Regions from separate parts of the Zea mays genome. Here region 1 is linked to region 2. Evidence: chromatin contacts called from public Hi-C data. All regions are on one chromosome and are shown on one strand. The core of a region is the stretch at or near the end of the contact, and the rest is flanking DNA. Distances in the headings are between cores, read along the strand shown.

Region 1 (5,430 bases), core at 1,393-3,892, 840 kb before region 2:
AGTACTCACCAATATGGTTGAGCATGAATGATTGATTCATTGTTGGGCAATATGGTTGCACAAAATCAGTGCTCACCAATATGGTCTGCTGTGGGCGCAGTGCCACAGTTCGTGGAGGGCCGAGGGCGGTCTGCTGTGGTCTGTTAGCTGAGGAGAGCAGCGGCTACCGGCTGGGCTGTTGTGGGCGCGGCTGGGCTGCTGTGGGCGCCAGAGAGCAGCGGTTGGCTGTCTAGCTGAGGAGAGGAGAGAGGAGAGCGGCGGCTGGCTGTGGCTGAGGAGAGGAGAGAGGAGAGCAGAGCGGCGGCCGGCTGTGGCTAAGGAGAGGAGAGAGGAGAGCAGAGCGGCGGCTGGCTAAGGGAGTGAGGGCGCTGCATCCAGCGCTGGCCAGTGCCTAGGAAAGTGACCTAGAAAATGCTAAAGGCCCAAGAAAGGCCCAGGACGGGTAGAACGTCTAAAACGCCCTAAAACGCTATTTGGACGCTTAAACACTCGAAACGGACGTTCTACGCCCTAAACCTAAAACGTTCGGACGTTCCAACTTTTAAACACGTTTTGTCGTTTAAACGACGTTTTAATAACAATGTCAGTATGAGTAGTATAGGCTCAAATTTATCTAATACAGATCACCAGCAAAGCCTTTTAGTCCCAAACAAGCTGGTATAGGCTAGAATTGAAATCCAACATAAACCACAAGTCAAGGTTTAGGCATATGGATAGTTGTCTTCCATGCACTCATATTAAAGGCTAAATCTTTAGGTATATTCCATCCTTTCAAGTCTTCTTTTACTGTATCTTCCCATGTCAACTTCGGTCTTCCCTTGTCTCTCTTACGATTGCTATTGCGCCTTAGGATCCACTATGCACTGGTGCTTCTGGAGGAATCTGTTGGACATGTTCAAACCATCTCAATTCTCAACCGGTGTTGGACAAGCTTTTCTTTAATTGATGCTATTTCTAGCCTATCATGTATATCATTGTTCCAGGTTGATCCCTTCTTATATGGCCACAAATTCAATGCAACATACACATTTCCATAACACTTATATGTTAAACATGTTGTCATTTGTGTAGGCCAACATTTTGCACCATACAACATACATAGCAGTAGCAGGTCTAAAGGTCGCCCTATAAAACTTTCTTTTAGATTGTGTGGTACCCTCTTGTCTGATATAAATAATCATTAATGTTTCAAAAGGAGTAATCCAATTTTTGGACTAATTGTTATAATTCTACCAAATTGTCAGCAAAAAATATGCAGGATATACAACAACAACAACAAAGCTTTTTGTCCCAAGCACGTTGGGGTAGGCTAGAGATGAAACCCCGTATGAAAACCTCAGAGCTCAACCCCCAAAGAAAAAAGGGGAAACAAAGGCAAAGGAGAACCGAAAACGACGAAACGGGGGAACACATAAAAGAGATAAAACCCACAAGAACCAGCAAGGTCTAAATGGGCACAAGAAAAGGTCAAACGATTAAGGAGGAAAAGCGAAACTATAAATCAAGGTTCTGGCACGTGAATTGCACACTTCCACCCCTTCCTATCCACGGCGAGCTCTTTATACAAATAGATATAAAATAAATATAAGGATTAATTGTATGCATGCCACTCTACTTTTGTAAAATTAGATGGTTAGTTCATTTTGATGCCATGGAGTGGCTTGAAAATGAACTAGTTTCTAACTTTTCAAAATTAGTGACATATTTCTAATTAACCGTGTACATGACACTCTACTTTTGCAATAATTAACCTAAAATATAATGAATGTCACAAGCAACCAGTATAATCCAAAGCTAGTGGCAATCAACTTGATTTTTCCTATACTAGATAAGATAAATTGTCGTTCGTTTATCAACAGCACATTGGGATGACAGTGGCAAGGAAACAATATCAGGTTGTCCGCAGGATAATCAAGTATAACTAAACGTGGAACAAAGTAACTCTAATCGGAAAACACAGGCACGAAGAAAAAACTGCAAGTACAAGAAACGAGCGCAATAATAAGGTTTTGTTGAAACAGCTCAATTGAACCGTGCTAAAACCCCACGCACGGGCGCAACTGGCATGGGACACGTGATTTTCAGCTGAAAACCCAAAATCTATGCGACTTAAGCTGCACCCGCACCTGAATTAGGTAGCAAGAGATCCTAAGGTTGAAACTAGTCCATCCTGCACAGTCAACAGCAGCAGCAAGAACAGCAAGGGCCATACGATTACCAGCTGGGCACGAAGCACGCAACTCCAGAGCGGAGCAACTAGACGAACGCAAACGAAGATGTGTTTGGGTATGACAGGGGAACAACAACACCGCTTAGAACTTAGGGAAGACAAGAAAATCTACCCGAACCAGCTAGGCCTGCTTACCACCAACATGAGATGGAGGGAAGGAAGCAACCAATCCGATCCCCCGCTCCGCTTGACTCGGACAGGATCGGCGCTGCGGCGGCGGGTGTAGTATCCAGCGGAGAGACAGGGAAAAGCCGCCGACGTGGTGTTCTGCTCTGCTCGCTCGGCCTCGGCGGCGAGATGGGGTTTGGAGAAGTTGAAAGCCCTGGGGAGGAGAGCTATTGGACTCGGATTCTGCGGAACAGAATTCCCCAAAGACCACTCCTAATTTTATGCCTCGTTTTCCTTTTTCCCTCCGAAATGCTCGAGAGGGCGTTCTTTTTAAAATTATAAAATGTTTTGGTTTTCTTAAATACAGGTACGTGTTCGTGCGTTACCACGAGTTAGAGGAGCATAGAGAGCAACGCTTAGGCTATAAATATAATTTTTGTTTATTTGGAAACAATAAGATACATATTGTTTGGTGGTTAATCCTAAATTTGTGGATCAGAGGATTGTAGGTTCGAGTGTTCGTTCTACACTGTTTTTGCCACGAGACGGGGAGCGTGGGAAGCGACATCTAGGCTACAAATATATTTTTTGTTTATTTGTAAACACTAAGGTACGTATGGTTTAGTGGTTAGCCCTAAATTTATATAGCAGAGGGGTGTGGGTTCGAGTGCTAGTTTTGCACTATATTTTGTGGGCACCGGGTGTAGGGAGGGTGAAGCTGTGGTAGCACCCGGCGCCCATATTAGGTCCTTAATAGATAGTAGAGATAGAGACTAGTTGTATGCTCGTGGCTACATAATTATAAGATATATTGAGATGCAGAAGCATTAATTATCATTTTATGCTCTTGTTAGTATCTTTTAAAGGTTAAGAATGTTTACCTTAGAGCATATATATATAACTCTAACATCATTGCACGGTATTTTAAGTGGAAGATACACATGATGGTATATACCATAGGGTGTATTTATACCCTATTTCTTAATAAATGATTCACGTTTACTTTCATTAAACAATGTTTGATCTAGTGTACACAAGAACTTTCACATGTGACTTTGATCCATATCGACTTCTACTGCTACAGTATTTTTGTCTCTATAAATTATAGTTGTAGCAGTTCAAACAACTGGTTTAATCCGAAGCGACAGCCCTAGTATACAAACATATGTTGTAAATATAAAATTTAGATAAAACATAATATTGATACCATTCATGCAAACGGTTGACGTCATGATTTTATATTTTTTTACTTAATGACAAAGACAAACATAAACGACAGGTAAAAACTAGAGATGACAATGATGATCCGATCCCCGATTCTTCGTAGTGAATGTCTTCATTAGGAGACTGATGTGGGGTTAATTTGATCCCCACAGGGATCTAAACAGTACAAAATCATTATCGGTCGAAAATAGCAGGTTCGGGCATGGTCAACCAATACCCATCCCCGATACCCATCTACTCGCCCCGTTAAAACCATTCTGTTTGCAGGTCATCGGTGATCGGTCCACAGTCCACTCCACTCCATCCGACCATCCATGGCTACGTGTGTGCATTGGGCTTGAGATTTGGAGTATTGGGCTTGGTCGCTTGGGCTGTACGCTTGTACCGCTGACTGCTGTAGAGGAGAGAACATAGAGGAGTGCTGAACCCTAGCCGCACACGCGAGACGCGACTAGTGTTGCAGCCGCCACAGCCCACAGGCCCGCAACGGCAGTGCGTTATGCGCCACACCCAGTCACCCCTGCCACCGGAAGGCAAAGAATTGTCATTATGGAACAAGAGAGATGTGGTTTCGATAAAATAGAGGCGTTGACGATGGTTTCTATGTTTTAGAGATGCAACCGTCAGACAAACTCCAAAATGGATATGAGACAGTCAATTGGGGTCCTTTCACCATTACTGTCGCCATGCTTAGACGTCGTCTTCTTCTCTCCTTCGCGGCTTGAAGTGTTCTCAGGGCTGGACATCTCTTGCGTCTCCTCTTGCGGCGGTGAGTTCTCGTCGTCCTCCATACCCATACATCTCTCTTGAAAGGGAATTAGGCTTACACCTATTTTCCTAATTGATTTTGGTGGTTGAATTGCCCAACACAAATAATTGGACTAACCAGTTTGCTCTAGTCTATAAGTTATACAGGTGCCAAAGGTTCACACTTAGCCAATAAAAAGACCAAGAAATGGGTTCAACAAAGAGAGCAAGGGATAACCGAAGGCTGCCCTAGTCTGGCGCACCGGACTGTCCGGTGTGCCACCGGACAGTGTCCGGTGCACCAGGGAACTCCAAGTCAAAATCTTCACATTTGGGAAAACTCAGAGGCGCTCCGCTATAATTCACCGGACTGTCCGGTGCTCCAAGGAAGAGCGACTCTGAACTCGCCAGCTTCGGGAATCCGCTCCGCTATAATTCACCGGACATGTCCGGTGCACACCGGACTGTCCGGTGAGCCAGCGGAGCAACGACTACTTCGCGCCAACGGTCACCTGCAGAAGCAATTAATGCGCGCCAGAGCGCGCAGAAGTCAGGCACGCGCGAAGTGGCACACCGAACACTCTACAGTACATGTCCGGTGTGCCACCGGACATCCAGGCGGGCCCAACAGTCAGAGCTCCAACGGTCGGAACCCAACGTCCTGGTGACGTGGCTGGCGCACCGGACACTGTCCGGTGGCGCACCGGACTGTCCGGTGCGCCATGCGACAGCAGCCTCCACCAAACGGCTAGTTTGGTGGTTGGGGCTATAAATACCCTCAACCACCCCACATTCAAGTCATCCAAGTTTTCCACCTTCCAACTACTTACAAGAGCTCTAGTATTCAATTCTAGACACACCCAAGTGATCAAATCCTCTCCCAATTCCGCAAAAGCTTTTGTGACTAGTGAGAGTGATTTGTCGTGTTCTTTTGAGCTCTTGCGCTTGGATTGCTTTCTTCTTTCTCATTCTTTCTTGAGATCAATACTCACTTGTAACCGAGGCAAGAGACACCAATTGTGTGGTGGTCCTTGCGGGGAAGTTTTGTTCCCGGTTGATTTGAGAAGAGAAAGCTCACTCGGTCAGAGGGACAGTTTGAGAGAGGGAAGGGGTTGAAAAAG
Region 2 (5,528 bases), core at 215-2,714:
TAGAGACATTCTCCCAAAAGAATTAAGTTTAAGAAATGCCTTAATAAATATTATACACTATAAAATCTTCTCTTTTAAATAACTATGAACGTATTCCTAAACGGACTATTCGTTCAAGGAAATAATTTTACGCGTGTGCATTGAATACTTAAAATGTTTGGATAAAATAAACGAAACTAAACATATGTATGTATTTATGCACATCATATGGGAGTTATTTTATGTTGCATTTAATCTTGCAAACCTTGAACTTTGAATCAAATTTGATTTACGAATTTGAGACTTGGAATAAAACTGAAAATGGGAAATAGAAAAGAAGAAACATGTTCCTAGGCCGAATGCAGTTCAGCCCATCTTGTCCCTGCCCATCCTCCTTCTGCGACTGGGCCAAAATGGCCTTGACCGGCCCATTTACAACCTCGCGCCTGACACCGTCGTGTGGGACCCCCTCGGTAGTCATCCCTTCTTCCCCACGAGTGCTCGGATCTGTGAGGTTCGGATCAGGCCGTTGCAACAGAATTGGGTGGATCGCCGAGAATCATGGTGGATCGGGTGAAGTCTGTTAGAATTAATCCTAGGCTCCGGGAAATAAAGTCTAGCCGTATGATTGCCCCGAGCCTCCATAAAAAAATAATCACTGAGATAATCTCATCCCCTCGACGCCGCTGCCGAATGGATTGTCTGGAGAGTGCGAGTGGGCAAGAAAGGATGGTGCTCGCCTCTCCTGTGTTCAGTGCTTGGCCATCAGGACTGCTAGATGCCGCTGCCATCGTAGTTCACCTTCACCGCCGATCTAAGCCTTGGATGTGCATCGTGGAGCTATTGTGTCATGTCGACCGAGTCATCTCCGCCCAAATCTAAGTTATCCCAGGGGAAGGAGGAAAGCGGGGGCCACCACTTTGTCCCATGCAGGATCGACCGCTAGGAAGCTCAACCTCGCTGTCGTCCCATTTCCCCGCGGACGGTCTGGTTGTTCGGCAAAACCATTGGATGCGACCAGTGCTTTGAAGCTCAACTCCGCTATCACTCCACCGCCACTGGGGACGGCACCACGACTATTCTCGTATTCGCTGGATCCCTCCACCGCCTCGTGACGCGCGCTGTTGAGATCCTCCACGGTTGGGTAGCTCGTCGGTAAGGAATCGCCTCGTACCTGCTCGACGTTTCTTCGTTGTTGATGCATGCATAACCCGTAGTAGAATCAAATTGCCAGCTTGTTGTGGCGGGGCACGGCGCCACCATTACTCCGGCGTTGACCAGAGAGCGATAGTGAGGGCAGTCGGTAGTGGGATGGCTGGTAGCGCTTCCGCTGTCGTCGGTGACCGCGCCTATCCAAGGAACGCGTCGGTGAGCAGACCCATTGGGGAAGATGATGTGCTGGCCGTCGACCTCGGGTTGGTCGGTCATGATTAGATGAGTGCGGGGATCGTTGGTAGCCGTTGGATGTCAATCCAACGCCTAGAATTAGATCGGGAGGAAATGGGATGGTAACCGTAGATCCCGAGATGGGCGGCCCCGATGCGATCGTGCATGACTCAGACGTCTAATTAATCCAAGCCGTCGATCGTAAATCCTCTAGTCCCGGGCGCTTGGCGATTATTAAAACTCCCAATTAAATCCGTTGGGCTCTAATCCAACGGACCTGGTGCAACCATACCCCTTCGGCTGGGCGTTTTGCGTAAGTGTCCCTGGAATATTATAGAATCAACCCGCCGTCCACCTAGGTTGCGGCCTGAGTCTTAGGAACCTTTGCGGGTTAGTCCTTGCGCTTTCCAGATTTCATGCGCGCAGATCAGAGGCAGAGGAATTCATTTCAGAAATGATTTTAATGTGAAAATAATTATTAAAACATGTTTAATCCCTAGAAAATTCATACTAAGTCCAAATTAGTCCATTCCAGTTCCTATAATTTTGTAATAATGTTGTTTATCACATAGTAACACTGTTTTAACATGAAAACCATACTAGAATTGATTACTCAATTAATCTTGTACCAAATACATGAAACCTTCGGAAATTCATAACTCCTTCGTTTTAATTCCGAATTGACTCGTTCCAGTTCCGTTAGTCTCGTATAAATATCTACTACGCAATAACAACATTTATTATACCATTTCTCATTCTTTTATAATTAGATCTTTATTTAACTTATGTTGGTTAGTCTTATTAATCCGCTTACAATTATAATCTACTAAAATATGATCTATGATCAATTTATAATTTAGATTAAAGTTGAATTAATTACTACTTTAGGTTATCTTTTCTCTGGAATTATAAAATAAACATAGAACCTCGTGTTAATCATAACTTGATGACCACGACTCCGATCTTAATAGTTCTCGATCCCACGATCTCGTAGCGACGCGTAGATCATTATTATTCAGTTTGTTCTTATGTTTGGTGTGATGTTAATTTTGTCTATACCATGTCTATTTGTATTTCTACAACTAGCAGTGTGGTCATGAGGATCTAAAGAATCACCCTGGTAACTGGAATCTCAAGTGCCAGGCAAGTTGTGCCCTTGATCCACTTTTATTACCCAATAATATTCTTTATTACCACTATTCAATGCATAGGTTTAATTTTGATGGGACCCAATAGGTCACCCTAGTCTGTTATCCTTTTTTTACCTTCTTTACCCCTATATCACATGGGTAGTTTTGCTATTGCTTTATATATGGTTTTGGGATAATATTTCATTATATCCATGTTCCAATTATTCTGTTATGTTATTTATGTTCATGTCAAGATCATTAAATTTTAATTGGAACATGGAGCTTAACTTGAGAAACACGTGCCACCACAAGGGTTTAATGGGATGCCCTTGGCCAATTAACTAGGAAAGCTAGTGGAAGACTACCTTACCCAAAAGGGGCAAGGGCAGTAGGGGATTGCATGCAAGGAGGTTCTCGGGTTGATTTTGCTGCGATTGCGGTCAGACGGGGGATTCTTGCAAGTGCTCTTCCCATAAACTGTAGCGGGTTTTCGGAAGCTAGTGGAACTTTGTAAAGGCCTCATAGTGGATCCCTAGCCATTCACCTCGGTAGTGTCTAAGGGCCTTGCAAATACTAGCGACATGGGATACACGACTTGTGGGTACAGGGTACAACCTCTGCAGAGTGTAAAACTGGTATACTAGCCGAGCTCATGGTCATGAGTAGCTCAGAACTCTTGCATGATTAATTTATGGAACTTAAATTCAATTTGTCATTTGCATTGCATGAGATTTGTTATTAATTTTGTTCTATTATTTATTATGGTTTGGTATTTACTTACACTTAGTAACTGCTAATAAAATTTTGACCTACTTATAAAAAGCAATACTCAGCTTTAACCCCTATTTTTGATCAGCCTTACACATCACATGAACTCCCACCTTTTGTGAGTTCATGCCACATTATTCCCCACAACTTGTTGAGCGATGAACATGTGTGAGCTCACCCTTGCTGTCTCACACCCCCCACAGGAGAAGAACAGGTGGTTTAAGAGGAGCCACAACGAGGAGTTCGATTCGATCTAGGTGGCGTCTCCTAGTTGACTTTCTGGCACCAAGGATAGATTTTAGATCCTGTTATATTTATATTTTACTTTTGTAAGTCTCCCGCTATGTAATAAGTACTCTGATTATTGTGACATTTATCTCTATACACTTTGTTATTATATATGTTGTCTTCTTTGGCGCATATATGAGATGCACCTGGCTTTGTCCCTTAAAGCCCGGATGTGATAGGTCTTTAACCATTGACAATTGTGTTGCCTTGTTCTTGATTTACAGCATCTGAGAACAAGTGAGCAACAGTGGGGTGTCTAGAACATCTTCCTTTTTTCAGCCCCGAGAACAATTCTCATGTTACAGATCCAATCTGTATAGTTTGTTCCATTTAAGTTATCCTTTTTAAGAATTGATCGCAAAGTAAATGTTGGTGTGCTAGGGGCCATTTATCTACAACAAAATAATGCAAAATACTAAGACAAAAATATCCATGACAAAGTAAATGTAACACCCAAAATTCTACTTTTGAAATTATAACATTAATAATTAAAAATGTCCCAAAAGGAATATATTTTCTAAATAAGAGACTAAAATAAAAGATACTTAGAAACTAAATTATACTTGGATTGGTTTATATATAGAAGAACTAAAGTAAATACAAATATATATATATAATACAATTTTTGGCATTCATTCTGGTATCTTGAATTGGGCATTTTTGAGGTTGAACTCTAAATCCAAATTTGAGTTTAAAGTTGAATCAAATTCAGATTTTAAATCAAAAGAAAAGAAGAAAAAAAATGGGAAAGCCGACTTTGGGCCCAAACCATAGCCTGCGGCCCACCTAAACTATTCCACCGCGCTGGCCCCCACAACACATCCGCGCGTGCCAGCCCTGGTTTCCTCTGACGCGTGGGCCTCGGTCGCAGCCTCTTCTCCCTACCGTGCACTTGTCTCACTGGAGGCAGGGGCCCACCTGTCATCTTGCTCGCACCGTGGGCTGCGGCTGTTGTGACGGAACCTCCCAAGGTATTAGGCCCACCTACAGATGTCCTTGTCCGAGGGACCTCAGACAGTCATGCAGGTGCGCATAATGACTCGGCAAGTTCAGTTTATCTGTATCTTCATCATATCGCTCAAGAGCGCTTAACCCATCACGCAGACATTACACATAGTCGGAGTAGAAAATGAGAGGAAAGGATTACAATAATATAATTTTCATTCATATGAAAATATAGAAAGAGTACATATTACATAACTGGGTGTTCGAGTGCAGAACTTATTATTACATTACCGGGAGGCAAAACATCCTCCCCAAATAAGTTTAGTGTTTTTCCTCCTAATTGGGCACCACCTTTGAGCAGAAACAGCAGAACTTGGTTGTTTCATCACCTACAATAACATGGGTTCGAAAACCATGAGGTCAAAGTGTACTTTTGCAAGTCTTACCCGTGAAAGGAAAAGACTATCAAGGATATGCTGCCTTTTAGGAATCAAGGTAAAGCTCATAAAAATTCAAAGACTCTGTTTGCAGAAAAGCTTACTATGAGTGGATCCTTAAAAATCCATTTTTATTATCAGGTTAAGTAGTTACCTACATCTAGAGTTCTTTCTATCCTAGATCAGGCACTTGGCCTATACTAGTCGTCTTTTATCATCCCATCAGTTCACTGGATTGCTACATGTAAGTCAGTGACCAAGTCTTCATGTTCGAGAAGTAACGGCGATCTGAATCGATTAAGACCCAGCTGGGGATCTCCAACCGCATGATATATGTAGCACTTAACCCTTGCATATGTCAACTCGCCACCGGGTTTCTCAAAACCAGAATGGATTCACGCCAACCAAGAGCACATATACACCACCGTCCAGCCTCTTGCCACGGAGGGTACACGCTACTCTCACCATCTCTCCACTCCTATTGCATGGTGGCCTTTCTGGTATTGGTCCGATCGAGGAAAAGCTTACCCATGACGAGGCATGTGGCCAGTTAAAAGATCCTCGATCATCAAGCCTACATCGATTCGGTCCTTAA

What was found. A called contact is a pair of places that touch in the nucleus more often than the background predicts.
Region 1: a contact with region 2 is called in a Hi-C map of ear, with 1.9 times the contacts expected there. The contact joins the promoter of LOC100281881 here to the enhancer-like site in region 2. A contact is called at or near these places in 4 of 25 Hi-C or Micro-C datasets (bundle sheath, ear, root tip and 1 more).

Annotation. Positions count from the first base shown.
Region 1 is chr1:120,791,779-120,797,208 of Zm-B73-REFERENCE-NAM-5.0, reverse strand. LOC100281881 reads right to left here and starts at 2,642. Exons shown (of 5, transcript NM_001408001.1): 1 at 2,366-2,642. The coding sequence starts at 2,374. All of the region lies in intron 2 of LOC103638248 (a long non-coding RNA gene), which reads left to right.
Region 2 is chr1:119,950,272-119,955,799 of Zm-B73-REFERENCE-NAM-5.0, reverse strand. No RefSeq gene overlaps it. Among protein-coding and RNA genes, the nearest start is that of LOC100382157, 97 kb to the right of the region's middle. Within about 2 kb of position 1,464, at least 20 of the 20 cell types and tissues checked have an H3K27ac peak or open chromatin away from gene starts, as enhancers often do. A contact at or near this core is called in bundle sheath, ear, root tip and 1 more, where this site is marked.